2 separate regions of the Hordeum vulgare genome follow, and region 2 is linked to region 1. Evidence: chromatin contacts called from public Hi-C data. All regions are on one chromosome and are shown on one strand. The core of a region is the stretch at or near the end of the contact, and the rest is flanking DNA. Distances in the headings are between cores, read along the strand shown.

Evidence for each region. Hi-C and Micro-C count contacts between places; a contact is called where the count stands out from the background.
Region 2: a Hi-C map of seedling shows a contact between it and region 1, with 4 times the contacts expected there. The contact joins the enhancer-like site here to the promoter of LOC123449952 in region 1. A contact is called at or near these places in 3 of 6 Hi-C or Micro-C datasets (leaf and seedling).

Annotation. Positions count from the first base shown.
Region 1 is chr4H:600,704,692-600,709,791 of MorexV3_pseudomolecules_assembly, reverse strand. It overlaps LOC123449952 (probable apyrase 3), which reads left to right and starts at 3,664. Exons shown (of 7, transcript XM_045127333.1): 1 at 3,664-3,980; 2 at 4,087-4,215; 3 at 4,405-4,461; 4 at 4,596-4,688; 5 at 4,824-5,029. The coding sequence starts at 3,720.
Region 2 is chr4H:600,811,202-600,815,858 of MorexV3_pseudomolecules_assembly, reverse strand. No RefSeq gene overlaps it. Among protein-coding and RNA genes, the nearest start is that of LOC123449955, 24 kb to the left of the region's middle. Within about 2 kb of position 3,303, at least 1 of the 3 cell types and tissues checked has open chromatin away from gene starts, as enhancers often do. A contact at or near this core is called in seedling, where this site is marked.

The DNA.
Region 1 (5,100 bases), core at 2,415-4,914:
ATTAGTAAGTTACCATCCGGTCAATTATTTTAGTTATTTTACCGATTTTGGAAGTTCAGTGCATCAACATATAGAATTGTTTGAATCTAGATCTTTCGATGACAACATTTTGGGGGTGGAACACATTATATTTGGAAGGATCGGTTGTGGTTGGAGAATAAATGTGCATGATGTCTGTAGAGTGCTCCAAGAATACTCAAATAGTTGAGATATTACATGCTAACGTGATTATTCTCATTTTTACTCATTCAATTTTTGCCTATATACTTGATATTTTATACAACGAGTGCCAGTTTTACAGTAAGCTAGCTACACAACTAACCATTCTTTTGAATTCAGTTGGCACATTGTCATTGTTTCTGAGACACATGATGCACCGACATCACAATTATTACAAACTCATTTTGTCTTTTTCCTACTCTGTCTCACAATTACTATGTAATTTGTGTCAACATTCTGTATGTATTGCCGCTACCAATTGCATTTATGATTGACTGTTATAGAGGAATAACTTTTTAAATTCCTTCCATCTATCATCCTGCCTATGTCTCCATCATATGTGCTTTCATGGTTCTCTTGCACAGTGGCCACCTATACCAAAAGAAGTAAAACAACGACACACAATAGCCAACGAGCAAACACATAACCAACAAATAAACTCTACAGGAAAAACTGGTGTGGCAAAGCACTCTTATGCTCCTCGTATCATAGATGTTTGAATGTTAACTGAATAATGCCATCATTCGCATGATGAAACAGAAATACAAGTTAAGAGCATCTCCAGCAACATGTCTAACACGTTATGTATATCCACTTTAGACATCAAAGTGGCAAAATCATCATCCATCATGCTATGCAAAGCATTGTCTAAATTTAGACATCGTCCAAAAATGGCAATACATCATCCACAACATCGGAAAACATACCACCCTTTCCGAGCCTTTCTCGCGCAACCATCCGAAAGCCTAGAGGAAAACGCGCGAGCCCCGCATGGTCGTAGTGCTCGCACCATCCCGCAAGGTAGGCTTCATTTTCATGAAGAGGGTGGGGTGGAGGTCGTGAAGACAATGTCGTGGGTGATCCAAGCGCTACCATGTGGCATCCATCCAAAACCAACGGGGAAGGAGAGGCTCGATGTTAGGTCATGTGTCGCAGTGCGTCATCCATCTGGATCGAGCAAGGAGGGAAGGGGGTGGGCTGCCATCGCATTTCTTGGGACAGGAGGAGCAGGGATTGGGAGGATGCGGTGGGATTGCATGTGGAGTAACGTAGGAAGAGGAAGAGAGAGCATGCATGGGTTATTGGGAGGGGTGAGGTAATGGAGGAGGTGAAGCACGGGCAGTGACCAATGGGGGATTGATTTGGTCGTAAGGTGAGGCAGAAGGAAGAGGAGAGAGCACATGCATGCGTGCGGGGGAGGGGGTGTTGATTCAATTGTTGCTTGATATTCCCTCTGTCTCACGATATAATAAGTTTCTGCAAACTGTTTTACCATGCAAAAACATTTTATATTGCGGGACAGAGGGAGTATATTGATGCAATTGATATTGAATTTTCTATGGTATATGAATTATATGTGACTTTTTAGACGGAAGGCGACGAGGGTTTGCTGAGTATGTACCCCGTCGTTTGAAATTGAGTTATAGCCGTTGAAGCGGTACTTGAAATGCTCATTATAATTATTAGTATTTTTAATGCCAGGGAGAGAGTCAGATAGTGTAGACAATCTGCGTACACGGGCAGGGGCTGCTGAAAAATTAGAAAAGATCAAAATGAAATCATTTTACACCGTGGTGTATATGTATGAACATTTAGACAACGGGTGTACAAGAACCAACGTAGATGCTCCATACGTGGGTCGAGTCCTGATACTTCAGAAATCTGTGTATCGCCGTTCAGTATTTTGCCGATACTCCGATACGCCAGATACGCATTCGATACGGGTATCTCCTAAGTATTGCCTTTTTCAATTAAAGAAAAATAGCGATACGGGTATCCTTAAAGAATCGTCGTTGAGTATTGCTCATGCCTTGATGTATCGTTGATCTGTTCATAGAGATAATAAATGTGTATTGTACTAATGTAGTAGTTGGATAAAAGTGATTGATAAGGATGCTACTTGTTGGATAAAATTGCTTGTTGATGCTATTTGGCTGCTTGCTTGTTGATTTTTGTGGCGTAAATTACTTGCTAATGTTGTTGCTGCCTCCTATTGCTAGGGAAGAAGATACAACTATAAATCATAGCATCTTTTAACTTTCTCCATCATCATTTGAGCATTATTGTTGTGTATTGCTTGCTGATTTTAATTATCGTCATGTTTATAGGTGAAAGTTTCTATATATTTATTATTATGAAAATAAGGAGCTCAATAAAGATTGTGCTCTCTATATTGTTATCAAGAAAAAACTTTTAAAACGTTGGAAGAAGAGTAGTACCCCTCCATTATTTGGCCCACTCATGTAATCCAAGGTTGCTCTTTATATATGTTTATCATTTAACAATCTTAAAAATTTAACTTTAAAAGATTTGTTGATATTATGTTATCATGTTATTAGGTATTACAGTCCAAATAAGACCGGGGCAGTTTTGGCCGTGTTACCTATTGTTGATAGTACGATTTTTAAAATGAAAAACAAGAAGGTATGGAAGTAATTAGGCAACCAGTGAGACGGTATTTTGATCTCATCTCATATATTTTATTATGTTAGTTTTTATTATATATTATTTTATTATTATTTATATATGCTTGCCGTATCACGGTGTTGTTGTTTCTAGATATTGCCATATTCCGTATCGTCGTATCTGAATCACCGTATCAATGTCTGTTGTATCGATGCTTTGTAGGTCGAGACGAGAGGAGAGAGTGACGAGGCCAGGGCAATGATTTTTGGAGGCGCATGCATGTGTCCGCGTCGTACGATAAAGTCGGGTAGGGTCCCTCCACAATGATATTGAAACATGCAGCGTGTTACTCGTGGAGGGGGGGCCAGAGCCAGACCCCGACTGTTTTGGATGGATCACAGTTGATTAGAATTAGCTAGCGGCACATACAGTAACTTGGTAGATCGATGTTTCAGATCCGACAACCCCATCCATCCATCCACATCATCATCTTTTCACGATGAGATCTACACACACAAGCGATGGATGCATCATGCATGGATGCACTAGTCTTACAGCATCCCCAACAGTCGTCTAAGAAAGCTCCGTGTGTTAAAAATTTATTTCTTTTTACGGTTGTTAAATGCATGCGCTAAAAAATAATTAGACACGTACTAAAAAACGCTATCATGGGCAGCAAGTTTTAGACACCGGATCGTGCGCGCTTCATAATTTACACTGCATTAGAAGTGTTACAGTGGCCCGCTAAATGTTTTATTAGGCGTGAAATTTTTATGCGTGTGTTAAAGATGCTCTTAGATACAGTACTATTTCCTCCGATCCAAATTATTTATCGTTTAAATGGATGTATATGTAAAATTAAAATACGATCTAAATACATCTATTTAAACAGCAAGTAATATATAATCACCTACACTAAGATGGATTGTTTTGTACTGCAACACAGTAGTGCGCAAGGCAGGGACTCGGCTGCACGGCCAACCAAAACCCGGGGCTGTCCATGAAAGATTCCCGCCTCCTTTTTAACACCCTTTCGGCTCGTCACTCGAGCACTCGCACTAGCCACCCACCAGACCACACCCCACCAGCTCGCCATGGCTCATGGCTTGGGCATCCTCCTCCTCCTCCTGGCGTCCTCGTTCGCCGGCTCTGCCTTCGCCGCCGATGCGACGGTGCTCAGCCGGAAGGCCGGTGCTGGCGCCATTGCCGGGGAGGATCCCGAGCTGAAGGCGGCGCCGGGGAAGTACGCGGTGATCTTCGACGCCGGAAGCACGGGCACGCGCGTGCACGTCTTCCGGTTCGACAAGAAGATGGAGCTCGTCGACGTCGGCGACGACATCGAGGTCTTCGCCAAGGTATATATGCATATGTGCACTCTGATATTCACGTATGTTGTTGTTGTTGTTGATAGCTAGCCCTTTTAATTATTTGGTGGTGAATGATGCATGCGGTGCGGTGTAGGTGGAGCCGGGGCTGAGCTCGTACGCCGGACGGCCGCAGGAGGCCGCCAAGTCCATCACACCCCTGCTGGAGAAGGCCAAGAGCGCCGTGCCTCGCTGGCTCATGAAGAAAACACCCGTTAAACTAGGGGTCCGTTCCCGTTCCTAATAACAAATCAACAAAAAATACTATCACCATCTACGTACCAGCAAAGCTGGAATTTAGATTCAGCTGGGGAAAAAACCTGAAGTTTAATTAGATTCAACTAAAAGAAGCTGAAATTTACACCTGAACAAAAAAATTGACCAAAAGTTTATTTTATACCAATGGAATGTGCAGGCGACGGCTGGACTCAGACTTATCGGAGATGACAAGGCAGAGCAAATTCTTGAAGCAGTAATTATTTTTCACCTCTGCTTTTTTTTTTACCTTTCACCCCTGCGGATGGACTCGTTCCAATTAGTTTCTAAAATTCGAAACGGGTACGTGGACTTGTGTGAACTGATTCCTAAATAAATCACAAAATACAGGTGAGGGATGCCGTCCACAGCAAGACCAAATTCCAGTACAATCCCAGTTGGATCAATGTTCTCAAGGGGTCTCAGGAAGGATCTTACCTATGGGTACGTATATATATATATATATACACCACTTAGATAGATGACCTTAATAAATTACTCAGTCCATATATCCACGTGGAACAATTATTTACTGCTTGTTACACAAATTATTAATATCGCTCGTACGTACGTACGTAGGTTGCTCTGAATTACCTGCTGGGTAAACTGGGAGGAGACTACTCCAAGACGGTGGCAGTGATCGACCTTGGAGGTGGGTCCGTGCAGATGGCATATGCCATCTCAGCGAACGCCGCAGCTGCCGCTCCCACGGTGCCTCAAGGGGAGGACCCATACGTCACCAAAGAGTACCTCAAAGGAAAAGATTACAACGTCTACGTTCACAGGTTACTCATTTCTCTTCTCCTATTTTACGACATCTCTGTTGTTTTGCAATGCTACAAAGCCTTGTGCACCG
Region 2 (4,657 bases), core at 2,054-4,553, 110 kb before region 1:
GTGCTCTAGGAGGGTCATTGTCCGTCTGTTGAACGAAAGGGTCACCCTCGACCAGGTTTGGGCCACCTTCGTCGCCGTCCAACAAATCAAGATAGGCTTCATGGTCACAGTTGATGACTCCCGACATGGTGAAGGTCATCGTCTTCAATGACGATGGCAGTAAAGTGGTGGCCTGGTGCGGGAGACATGACGATGCCTTCGTTGTGAACGTCTAGGACAACCGCTCATATGCTCTAGTTGCTTTAGTTTAATATTGAACTGCTTTGCATTTAAACTAATCTATTTAAATGTGACACAATATTTATAACTGCTTACTACTATGTTATGTTGTGTGTTCTTCCTGACGCCGCTATGTGATGGTAACCTCACCACCGCATCGAAGAGGTTATCTCACAACAAGTGTTGCATGCAGCCAAATAGTAGGCCTTGTGTTTGCGCATACACAAACAGACAACCAAATAGTATGTCTTTCATGACACCCCATTCAGTTTAGAATGTATGCCGGCAACCAAACTAAATGCAGATGTTAGTTTTATGATCGTTTTATCTCAACCAAACTTTGTTGAGCCAATGTCCACGAGCCAGTCCCGCTAGAAACGCCTACCAAACACATCCTTCGTAACGTAGGATCTTTCTCGAGTATACTGTAAAAACACTCCGCACTAAAACAAAACTCAACAACAAAGGAATGAGACACTCAGCAACCACGATGCGCTAGCAAAGCACATGACACGTGTCCCTTACCCCTTGTTCATTGCGTGTTTCAAATAAATGTTCATGTAGTGTAATAAATTGTCTCCACAATTTTAAAAATGTTTGTACCATTCGAAAAATGTTCCTGACATTTAGTTCATGTGTTCAGAAATATGTTCATGACAGTTTTTAAATTTTTTATACAATGTAGAAACAATATTCACATATTTTTAAACTTTTGACATACCATTCTAAATATATTTATGAAATTTAAACAATATTCAGCCGTTTCAAAAATATGGTCATAACATTTTCCACAACTGTTTCTAGTATGTAAAAATGGTCTTGTAATTTTAAATAATATTTTGTACCATTCAACAAAAATGTCTTTGACATTAAAAAATATGTTCTAACATTAAGAACTGTTTTGCATGCTTTAAGAAAAAAATGTTCATGGAATTTTTCTAAATGTTCAATGGGTGTTTCATAAATGTTCACCTTATATTCATAAGAAATCCAATGTTCATTTGACAAATCAATACTGTTTATTTTGGAAAACACTTAAATGTGTCTACAAAAATCATCAACGTGTATAAAAGAAATAACATGTAAACAAAAAATATTCGAACTGTATTTCCAAAAATTCCATGTGTATTCAAAAAATGAATAAAAACACACAAAGAAAACTAAGGGAAAAAATAATGTAAATCTACATTTTACTTTAGTCCATGTAAATCTATATAGTGAACACATAAAAAATGAATGAAAGGTTTTCAAATTTGTCTAAACAGCTCCATAGAAGCTTCCAAAAGCCGCTCCAAAAAACCCATATGAGCGCACATGGGCTGATCCACTAGTGCTCGCATCGGAGATGATGCGAGCTTCTAATTAGCGAAATCACTAATTGAAAACTACTCTTGGCAAAGATCACTCCCCCAACCCAGGGTGCGACAAGTCTTCAACTGCATGTGCGTCACTTGTAGCAACCTAAGGGTTTTTCCTTTTTCGCAGATTTGTTTATTCAAAACATTTTATCTCTCAAAACCTACGTCCAAATCTAGAACTGGTTTTGCCGTTAGATTCCATGCGTCGAGATCTTAAAAACTAGACCACATGTTGATATGTTTCGTTGGACTTTTTTTCACGAAAAAATCAAACAAAAAAACCAAACTAAAACCACGTTGTTTTCCTTCATGAGAACATGCATTTTTCCTTTTTCAAGATGCACGACTAGGCCTTTCAGGGAAGCAAATCCGTACTTCCGTGAAAGGAAAAATGGATCTTTTTTCTTTTCTGAGAGGCACGACCTTGCCTCGCGGAAGGAAAAAACATTTTTTTTGCTTTTTCAGGAGGCACATGTGCCTCTAAGAGAAGCAAATCCATGTCTCTCAGGGTAGGAAAAAAGAAAGAGAAAATGCATTTTTTTGTGATTTTTCTTTAAAATCTTATTTTTGGGTCTAAATTGTAAGAAAAATCGGGGGTAAACGGAAAAGCCAAAAAAACCCGGAAAACAAAATCATCTTAAAGCCAAAATTCCAGACATAAATATGTATAGAAAAAAATCCAAAGGAAACACCAAGAGTACGACACGTGGCAATGGACCCTTCGAGAGGCTCTCGGACGAGTACTCCTTAATTAGTTGCTCTTCCTAATTGACGCGTTTTGCGCCAGTGCCAGCTCGCACCATTGCTAGCATGGGTGAGCCCACGAGCACGCTCGCTAGCTTGAAAATAATAATCAGAAAATCAAATAGAATGCAGATATTTCAACAAAAAGTTTGCGAATTCAAAAAAGGTCATGCGTATAATCTCTGTTAATAGTTCATCAATTCGAAAATGTTCATGATTTTGAAAAAAGAGGTTGCACATAGATGGAAAATATTTCACGATTTTGAATAAAGCTCATCAACTTTTAAAAAAAGCCCAAAAATTGAAAAAAAGTTCATGAATTTTCAAAAGGTACATATGCTAGAAAAACAGTTCGTCTATTTTGCAAAAACATTCTCCGGTTTTAAAATTAGATCATCAAATATTAAAATAAGTTCATCAGTTTTAAAATAAACTTCAGCATTTAGGAAAAAAGTTCATCAATTTTGAGACAGCGTTCACAAACATTAAAAATAGTTCATATATTTTTTAAAAAGGTGATAATTTTAAAAAATAATAATGATGAACTTGAAAAAACGAGTTCGAAAAGGAGTTCCTCAATTAAAAAAAGTATCATAAAATTGAAACAATTCGTGTTTTGCCAAAATTAAATAGAAAAAGGAAAATGAAAAAAAGTAAAAGAATATGCAATAAAGCAAAATGAAAATAAGTAGAAAATAAAAAATAGACAAGATTGGTACAGGAAAACCCCAAAATAGAAAAAATGAAAAACCGTCTGAAAAGCTTATGGAAACTTCCCAAAACCAGGAAACAATCCACTTGCCGCATCTATACCTACTAATTAAGAAAATATGTATTCTTAGTCTGTCATACAGTTTTATGGAAAAGTCTCAAAATTTTACGAGCTTGAATCCATGGTTAAAAATATTGTACATACATTGCCTCTCCCTGGCCGTTTTCTTACGTTGCTAGCACGCATACACCTCACCATCTATCGTACCATGTCAGGTTGCTGCACTGCTGGGCTTCGCTACAATATTGGGCCGTCTGCCATGGGCCACGAACAACGTGTACAAAAATATGTATTTATGGAAGATTAAACTCAATACTCCATGTCCAGGGTAAGGCAACTGCACTAACCAACTCTACATCAATATTCTCGGAAGTAATTGAAACAATGAACAAGGGAGGGTACTATGCGGGAGCGGCGGCTGCAACCTTTGAGGATTGTTTTTCTATGGCTTCTGAATTTTTTTTACTAGAAGCGAACGAAGTAGCACATGAGCTTGCTAGATTAGCAAAGAGTTCTGATACGAGTGAGTGGATTGAGGAGCCTTTGGAAAATATTGTATCTTTTTTAATAGACGATGTAACAATTATCTCTAATTAATAAAGTTGAGGCTGTTTTTTTAAAAATAACTCGACATCAATATTTTATGTTAAATAAACCCACCTTGCCTCTTTAGATAGATCCCTACCGGTTTATATACCTTGCGGTTTGCTTGGAATATCAGCAAGACAGTTAAAAATGGATGCTAAAAGCGGACAATTAAAAGGAATGACAATTAAAAGGAATGAACTGCACGACGAGCAGACATGCAAGGAAACCTTTAAAAGAAATGAAGGACGTGGTGTGTTCAAACAATAAAAGAAAAAATGATTGTGGGCTACATGAACAATGACACATTTAAACTAGATTAGCCATAATAATAATCAAAATGGTCCCCGGCTCATCTGCATCCGGTGAAAAGCACAATATCAAAAAAATCTGAATCCTTTTTGGCTCATAAGATGCTAAAATGTCTGCAAAATTTCGAGGTATTTGGACATTCGAGGAGCGTCTGGCAAAAAAAAATAAAAATCAGCTCCAAGCAGTTTTTGACATCACCCAAAGGAACATCTTGCACTCCAAAAAAAAAAATCATTTTTTCTATTTTTTGTCGATTTTACTATTCATTGGTGGGAAGATCTGGGCCAGGGAGCCACAACGCCACATCGTCACGTTGAAGATATCTTTACCATCTGCGCTAAGGCTCACTTCATGATTAATGTCCGGCTGAGGCTAAGTGGTCCACCAGCCTAATAATGTCTGACAAAGGGAGTAACATAGTCCCCGCGTTTGTTGAAGGCTTTGACGTGCGCCTCCCTGCAGGTGGTGACACTCTCTGGATGTAGTGATGCATCGATGGTCGTTTTGGTCATGTGGTAACTAGCGTTCTTTCGTAGCGGAGCATGACGTGTTGTGCTTGCAAATACAAATTAATTTTTTTTCCGTTGCAACACACGGACATATGTCCTAATGGACACCTGTACCACTATATTGTGACCAAGACCGTAGGGTTTGTATTTGGCTGTGT